Linked DNA regions of Danio rerio: region 2 is linked to region 1. Evidence: chromatin contacts called from public Hi-C data. All regions are on one chromosome and are shown on one strand. The core of a region is the stretch at or near the end of the contact, and the rest is flanking DNA. Distances in the headings are between cores, read along the strand shown.

Region 1 (4,374 bases), core at 1,209-3,708:
TCGAGAAAAAAAAAGTCTCACATACTGTACACACAGAGGGAGAGATTGATGACAAAACCTTACTTGTGGACTACAAATCAGTTTAGTTTGTTGGCTTAAATTTTATTATACATTGAGAGTTTACTAAATAGAACTCATGATTTTTTATTTTGTTATTTGCACTAAAAGAGAGACCCTACATAAAAATAAACAAATACATAAATCAATTATTATTTTAATATATCTGAGAGACCAAGATCTTGAAAAAAATTAGCTTGCTAGGTGGTAAAGTCTTCAATGGTTTTATTTCCACCAATAAATGACAGTAATAGGAAGCATTTTATGGCCTATCTCTATATGTCATTATGGCTTGTTAATAAGGCTGAATGTGGAGGAGTGTGTCTTAGGGAGAATATGTCATTATGGGATGAAAAGTGAAGAGGATGTGAGTAATTATATTAAGGTTGAAGCATGACTGGTCATAACTGCTCTTAATTTATGGACATCATCACAGCCTGAAACTTTTAGATTGCAGAAAACCCCCCACACATTTCTGTGAATCACTTCCAAAGATGCACGTGCAGACTAGTGAATTCAGTGTGAACATTCCCAGTAGTTAAGAAAAAAAATCCAAATATTGGTCTTTGAATCACCAACAGCTCACTGAACCTAATCCCTGTATCAAGCGACAGCTGATAAAAAAAAAAAAGAGAAAGAAAAAGAAGTTGTGCTTTACAATAGCACCACATATTGATTTTCCTTAGGGCTACAAGTATTGATTGTTGAGGGCTTTTTTCGTAAAGAGCTTGAAAATCTGAGACTTGAAGACTTTGTTCAGACAGGCAATAACTGCATTTCACTGAACTGCACTTAATCCAAAACTTACAATTCTTGATGATTTTTAGGTATGTTTTAATATTTTTTGCTCAAAACAAAAGAACACAAAAAGAACAAAATAAAACAACACAAAACAATTTTTTTTTAAAGAGCGTAAATAAATATCTTGGGGTTTTGTGGTTTATTTTAATAAGTTTTGCTTCAGAAAACAAAAGAAAAAAAATTAAAGAGATCGAATAAATTCCTTAATAAAGATATAAAATAAATTCCTCCTTGTGGTGTATAGTAATAAATTTCACAAAAAAAAAAAAAAAAAAACACACAAAACTAAATTTTAAAGAGCATAAATACTATAAAAACTAAAGAAAAGAAAAGAAAAAGAAAAGAAAAGAAAGGAAAGCAAAAACAAAAAAAATAAGGCAAAACAAAACAAAAAGCAAAACAAAACAAATCAAATCAAAACAAATAAAATCAAATCAAATCAAATCAAATCAAATCAAACATTTAAAGAGCATAAACAAATATCTTGGGGATTCGTGATTTATTTTATTATGTTTTGCTTAAGAAAAAAGAAAAGAAAATAAGAGAAAAGAAAAACAAATCAGAGTAAATAAATTTGTTATGGTTTTGTCGTTTATTTTAATATGTTTTGACATTTAATTCACTGACGAGAAAAAAAAAAAAAAAAAAAAAAAAAAAAAATATATATATATATATATATATATATATATATATATATATATATATATAAATCTGATCAGGTACAGTAAAATTCCAAACACAATCTGATATAATATACCCTGGATATTCTATATAAATGACTGGAAGTACAATTTGACCTTTTAGACCCCTCAATCTAACCATTTAAAAAGATTTTTTTTTTTTTTCAAATATTTCCAAACTGATGTTTAGCAGAGCAATACAATTTTGTTCACATTATTTCCTATTATATTTTCTTCTACATAAACTCTTTTTTTTTTTTTTTGGATGGAATATTTATATAACAATATAACAAACTACTGCTATGCAATGACTTCCCTAGTAAACCTAACTTGCCTAGTAATCCTATTTAACCCATTTAAGCCTTTACATTGCACTTCATGCTGAAGTATCCATAACAATCTCTCCATTAAATAGCAGTTAAATAAAAATTATAATTCAACAGGACTGCTAATAATTTTGTTTTTAACTGTATATATGATCAGATTAAGGTGTCTAAGAGGTCAGATTGTATTAGTCTTTTTTAGTTACATTAAAAACTAAACAAAGTGCAATATATATATATATATATATATATATATATATATATATATATATATATATATATATATATATATATATATATATATATATATATATATAAAATGAATAAATGAAGTTGATGAAAAACATTTTGTGGGGAAAAAAAACAACTAAAATTAAAAACAATTAAATCCAAATATTTCTATAAATCAAGTGTGTTTGATTAATATACAATTCAAAAGAATTTACAGCAAGGATCAATTAGTTCAGCCTGCATGTGGTGTACTAAAAAATGCTGTTCACCCCTCTGTTCCTTTCCCTGAAAACAGGCCCACTCCCCCACAGATGTCACATCCCAGAAGGCATGGGAAAAGCAGCACATTCAGGTGGCTTTTGTGGCTCTCTTTTTTGCCTGAACACAGAAGTTTGAACAAAGGCTGGGGAGCCTTCACAAAGAGCCAAACACAGACAGAGTCATTCAGAAGCTGAATGGATAACAGAAGGTGCTCACTCGCTGCAGGTACAAAGTGACAATTGGGACGAAAAGCGAGAGGAAGAAAAAAAAAACAAGTGTGGTGTTAACAGTAAATGATATTTGATGCATTTATAACTAGTTTTCAACATTATTCATAAATTTGTCTGTAAAGTGCTTTGTGATGCTACATTTAATGCTCAATATAAAATAATATTTATTATTATGATTATTTTTATTATTTTTTATGTGTGCCGTATGTTTAATTCCAAATTATTGGGTCTCATGTAATTTTTTTTTCTTCAAATATTTCACAATTTTTTCTCAATATTTCCTATAATATTTTTTTTTCTTCTGGGGGGAAATTGTTTTATTACAGCTAGAGTAAAAGGAGATTTAATAAAAAACAAACAAAAAAAACATTTTAAGGTCAATATAATTAGCCCCTTAAGCAATTCTTTTTTTAATTGTCTACAGAACAAACCATCGTTATACAATGATTTGCCTAATTACCCTAAGTTGTCTAATTAACCTAGTTAAGGCCTTAAGTTGTACTTTAAACTGAATGCTACATCTAGAAAAAGATTCTAGTATATTATTATGTACCGTCATCATGGCAAAGATAAAATAAATCAGTCATTAGAAATTAGTTATTAAAACTTATTTAAAAATGTGTTGAAAAATTGGGGTAAAAAAACATATGAGGGGTTAATAATTCAGGAGAGCAAATAAATATGACTTCAACGTCATGCTCAGCATACAGTATAAAAGTACACCTCTCACAAATCTGACTTTTCAATGCATATTTTAAATTTGTGCATATATATTTTTTAAATAAGTTTAAGAGTAAATAAATTCTTTAGGATTTTGAGTTTTTTTTTTAAATGATTTGTAACAAAGCAAAGCAAAGCAAAACAATGAAAAGCAAAGTAAAACACAAAACAAAACAAAAACAAAAATTTAAAGAGCATAAATGAATATTTTGGTTTTGGGGTTTATTTGAATATGTTTTGCTTGAGAAACTAAATTAAATGAAATGGAACTAAACTAAACTTAATTTTAAGTAAATAAATTCCTTAGGATTTTGTGGTGTATTCTGGAGGTTATACAAAATAACTTATGATAAAAGTCCAAAAAGAAAAAAAAAGGGAGGAAAAATTTAGTTTAACTTTTTTGTAGGTTGTTTTTTTTTTTGTTTGTTTTTTTGCAATATTTTGCCTAAATTTAATCGCATTATCTTTTAATTTCTATATATGTTTGGTGACTAAAATATTATTTTTATATATATATATATATATATATATATATATATATATATATATATATATATATATATATATATATATATATATATATATATATATATATATATAAACAGATTTAGAAACTGCACCATTGGCTGCGACCCACATTGTAGTCGATTTTGGACTATTTACCCCCATATACCTCATGACTGTTCCAATTTCATCGCACGCACACAGACATAAACATACTAACCCAGTCCCCAGCATGGGGTCTTTTATTCAAGGCAGTAAATGGAGGGGACGGGATGCAAGCGGATGGTTTTCCTATTTGGGTTGTATTGATTGGAAGTGTTTATCCCTGCCTTAACCGTGAGCCCTCACTCAGCCGGAGGGCTACATCCCTCCCCTGCAGCCATATAAACCCCTCCTCTATTTAATACCTTCACCAATGCACTTCACTTTCGAGAAAGCCCAAGCGGGATCAACAGATTTGATCTGAATATTTGCTGAATGTAAGTTATAATTATATAAAACAATATTTTTTTAGGAAAACCAAAATAAGCAAACACTTTAAGCTCAAAAACATCCAACAATGAATGA
Region 2 (4,374 bases), core at 1,159-3,658, 130 kb before region 1:
GGAGCCTTACTTGAGTTTGACAACTTGTACGCTAACACGCACGCACACACGCATGCACACACACACTTGTTTTGTCATAGGTCTGATATAGAGTCAATTTGTTACAGCTTTACTAGGTGCAGGGCTCAACAATAAGGACTGGCCGATGGCCCGGGGCCAGCGTGAGAGAAGCTCGGGACAGTAGACAGAATCGTTACTGGCCTGATCAAGCCACTGATGCCCTGTCACTAAAGTTTAATTTGTCTGTAAATATTTGTCAATCGTATGCAAATACAGTCAGAATCGAGAAACAGTGTGTGTTTTTAAGACTTAAAATGCTAACTTCTCTGTTTCTCTAATCTGATTGGATGTTGTAAGCATGTTATTTTTCTGTAACAACCAGTACAGCGAAGAGACAGCAACATGGCGGAAACATCAAGTGATGATGCTAAAGGAAAACATTTGTTTCTAACGTCTTGGAAGCAGACATTTACAAGGGTACTCCACGACTAAAAAAATGAAGTGTTTTGTACAGTTTGCCATCAGTTTGGCAGGTCAGCTATCTTATGTTTTGCGATAAAATACCTGCACATTTTGCTACTTCTGTTTGCAAAACACTTTGAATTTTGTTCATTATACATTTATTAACTTTTTTTTTTTTTAAATATTGAAATTCTAGATTTACAAACATTTTGACACATTTTTATATTTGTGGCTAATAAATAGCTTCAAACTTTTTTTTGGTAGGGCCAGTGAAAATATTGGCAGGGAAAGTAAAAATCTGAACAACTGGTCCTATCGGGCAGGTAGAAAAAATCCTTAGCGTTGAACCCTGAGGTGATTTTTATTTTATGTCGGCTTAAGAGACGTGCTTGATAAAGATTTAATTGCTTTTCTTTTGAACTATGTTTCAGTTTCACACTGTAAACCCCCATGAGTCCCCACATCCTCCGCTCGTTCTACACCTGCACTGTAGAGAGCATCATGTCTGGCTGTATCACAACCTGGTAAGGAAATAGCACCAGCAGCAATCGCAAAGGCCTACCTAGGATTGTGTGAACTGCTGGACATCTACACCAGGCGGTGCATGAGGAAAGTCAAGAGAATTATCAGCGACTCCAGCAACCCAAGCCATAGACTTTTCTCTCTGCTACCCTCAGGCAGATGGTTTCGCAGCATCCGGTCACGTGCCAGCCGACTGAAGGAAAGCTTCCTCCCTAAGACTATCAGGCTGATGAACACTCAACACACCTCACACAGACTATTCCATACCCCTCACTGCACACCATCAATATGTAGCATGCACTGCACTTTAACCAATCCATCCTTAAAACATTACTGCCTACAACTATGTAGACTCCTATTCATTGTACATATCGCTGTCAATCTTCAATTGTCCTGTTTTTTTGAGGAGTATGCTGTTGTATTTTGCACTGTCTGTATTTAACACAGTCATTGTATTTGCACTGTCTGTATTTTGCACTGTCGTTGTATTTGCATCTGTATTCTGTTCTGTATTTTGCACTGTCTGGAGCCAACACCTAAGCTTATCACTCATCATAGCACACATGCTGCTGATGATGTGACAATAAAGGTGATTTGATTATACACATATTCAGTCTGTCTGTAACAAAATCATGATTAAAATTGTTTATTTCTTGAATATTGCTCAAGAAAATCATGAAGGGTTTATTTTGCCCATATTGCACAGCCCTACAGAGTATTATGTAATCTATTAAATTAACCAATAAATTGTCATTTTTAATGCCTACCCCCACTCCAACCCTAAACTGTCACAGTACTGTAAAAATATTAATTATTGTTATACAGCGTCAAAAAAAAAAAAAAAAATGCTGCTATATTGATGTGCATATCACACTTCCGGCGCTGGATATCGGATCTAGACTTTACTTTCTAAACGGAAGTTCTAAGCATCCTACCGGAAGGCGCTGGTCACTGTAGCACCCTTCATGCAGCAATGAAGAAAAAGGTCTACACAGTCACAGTACTGTAAAAATATTATTAAACTATTAACATTAAACCATAAAAACCGTATCAAACTATTAATGCTGATAAACAGATTCTTCCACTCTATAACATAAATAAAATGTAACCACTATTAAATAACAATGCAACACACAAATTCTCCATCAAAGGAAGGCAAACAACATAGTGCATACAGTTATTCAACGACTCACTCTGTCATGGATGGCTCTTCTGTTGGAGGGCTGCACGAGCACCTTGTGTCCAGCCGCTGTGATCTCCCTGACGTGTCGTGGGGCGAGGGGCGCACGTCTCTCCCACACGTTGACATCCTCACGCCGGATGGCGATCACACTTTTGTGATTCTGCTGGTTATGCTGAGACCTCCGCTGACAGCACATGCAGCCCCTAAACCCTCTGCCCTGGCTCCTCACAAGACGCAGCATGACTGGACTAGCTTCCAAAACACACAGGTTACAACCGATACACACTTATGAAAATCCCACTAAAGCAATATTGAACGTGAAGGACAGCCAAGCAGAAAAGTGGACGAAGAAACCCAGTCTGTGTTTGTAATGGAGAGAAATACATTCGAAAACCGTTTTGGCATTGATCTCCACTGGTTTAAAATAACTCTTATTGTAATAAGTTCATTACAAAATGTAAAAAGGTATATTGCATTATTTATTATAATTGGGTATATTTGTTTATTTATTAATAATATGAAATAAATTAAGAAATTAGCTATGGAAAGTTTTATGTATTAAACACTCAAAAATATATATCTATATATATTTTGCTGCTTTTTCAACCTACTTATGTAAAATAAGTGGGAATAACACAATTCTTTAGAGATTCTTTTGGGACAACTTAATTGTTTTCTGTTTAATCCACGTCAATGTGTTAAGGTAATTGATTTGTGTTGAGACAACCCGAATGAATTGAATGAATGGAACTCTGCATTTTTTTAAAGTGCAGTTTGATATACTGAGTTTCAGCCCACAGCTCTCAATCAAATTTGGTTTTTGGCCCGTCATGTTTGGGCACACCTGAGTTAGAAAATATCTATACTACTTTGGTCACACTTTACAATAAGGTTTCATTAATGTTATAAATGTATTTATTGACAAATTAATAATGATAAAACACGCACAGCATTCATTAATCAAAGTTTAACATTCATTAATGCATTATTAAAATCTAAATACATGCTTGTTAACATAAATGCACTGAGCTAATAACACTAAAAAGACCAATTATATTTTAATTACTAATACAGACTTTTTGTAAAGTGTTACACTTATTTAAAACTACTGATATTATAACTTCTTTTAGTATACAAATATGTTCCTTTTGGTCACTGCCAGCTGTCAAATTTTTTTTTTCTGAGGACTACATTTATCAAATGGATCATTAATAACCATGATATTCAACTGCTGCTCACAAAACTAGCAACAACTAATGAACTATTTCTGTATGTGCTGCGATGGTTTAACATTTATTTCAAACTAAGTCTAGCATTTATCTTATGAATCGTATGTAGCATGTCATATGACCACATGAACTTGAAATGTGGTTTAAATTTCTTAGAATAAAAAAAAACTAATGGATTGCACACTAATCTGTCAGTAAATGTGCTTCATCATATTCATGTTAGAACTACTGCAAAGAAGAAACACGTAGTTGAAGTCAGAATTATTAGCCCCTTTTTTCTTTTTTTAAATACTTCCCAAATAATGTATAATGTTAACAGAGCAAAGACATTTTCACAGCATGTCTGATAATATTTTTTCTTTTGAAGAAAGCCTTATTTGTTTTATTTCAGCCAGAATAAAAGCAGGTCAAAGTTCAAAAGGTCAAAATTGCCCCTTCAAGCAATATTTCTTTCGACAGTCTACAGAACAAACCACTGTTATACAATAACTTGACTAATTACCCTAATCTGCCTAGTTAACCTTATTAATGTAGTTAGGCCTTTAAATGTCACTTTAATTTGTACAGAAGTGTCTTGAAAAATATCTAGTAAATATTATTTACCGTCATCATGGAAAAGATAAAATAAATGAGTTATTAGAAATGAGTTATTAAAATTATTATGTTTAGAAATATCATACGATCTAATTTTCTACATTTTATTGTAATGCAAAATAATAATAATAATAATAAGAATAATAAGAATAATAATAATATGTATAACACTTGTAAAACTTTTGAAACTATTTGTTTTCTTAAGATGAATTCACAACTAAACATAATTTATGAACTGTTTTGTTTTTAAAACTAAATCTTTACTGGTTTGAATGCTGGTCCAAGATTGAAGGTGAGGGACACATTTGAGCAGATGTAATCATTTTTAAACTCACCGTTTAAAATATGATAGAAAACAACATTTTATATAATTTAACTTTTACT

What was found. A called contact is a pair of places that touch in the nucleus more often than the background predicts.
Region 2: a contact with region 1 is called in a Hi-C map of embryo, with 1.8 times the contacts expected there. The contact joins the promoter of aass here to the enhancer-like site in region 1. A contact is called at or near these places in 2 of 18 Hi-C or Micro-C datasets (embryo and an unstated tissue) and 1 of 4 datasets of contacts at active chromatin or transcription factors (embryo).

What each region holds. Positions count from the first base shown.
Region 1 is chr25:30,528,900-30,533,273 of GRCz12tu, reverse strand. The region is part of intron 12 of cadps2 (Ca++-dependent secretion activator 2); the gene reads right to left. Among named protein-coding and RNA genes, the nearest start is that of fezf1, 120 kb to the left of the region's middle. Within about 2 kb of position 2,458, at least 4 of the 62 cell types and tissues checked have an H3K27ac peak or open chromatin away from gene starts, as enhancers often do.
Region 2 is chr25:30,661,086-30,665,459 of GRCz12tu, reverse strand. aass (aminoadipate-semialdehyde synthase) reads right to left here and starts at 2,408. Exons shown (of 23, transcript NM_001173985.1): 1 at 2,178-2,408. The coding sequence starts at 2,408.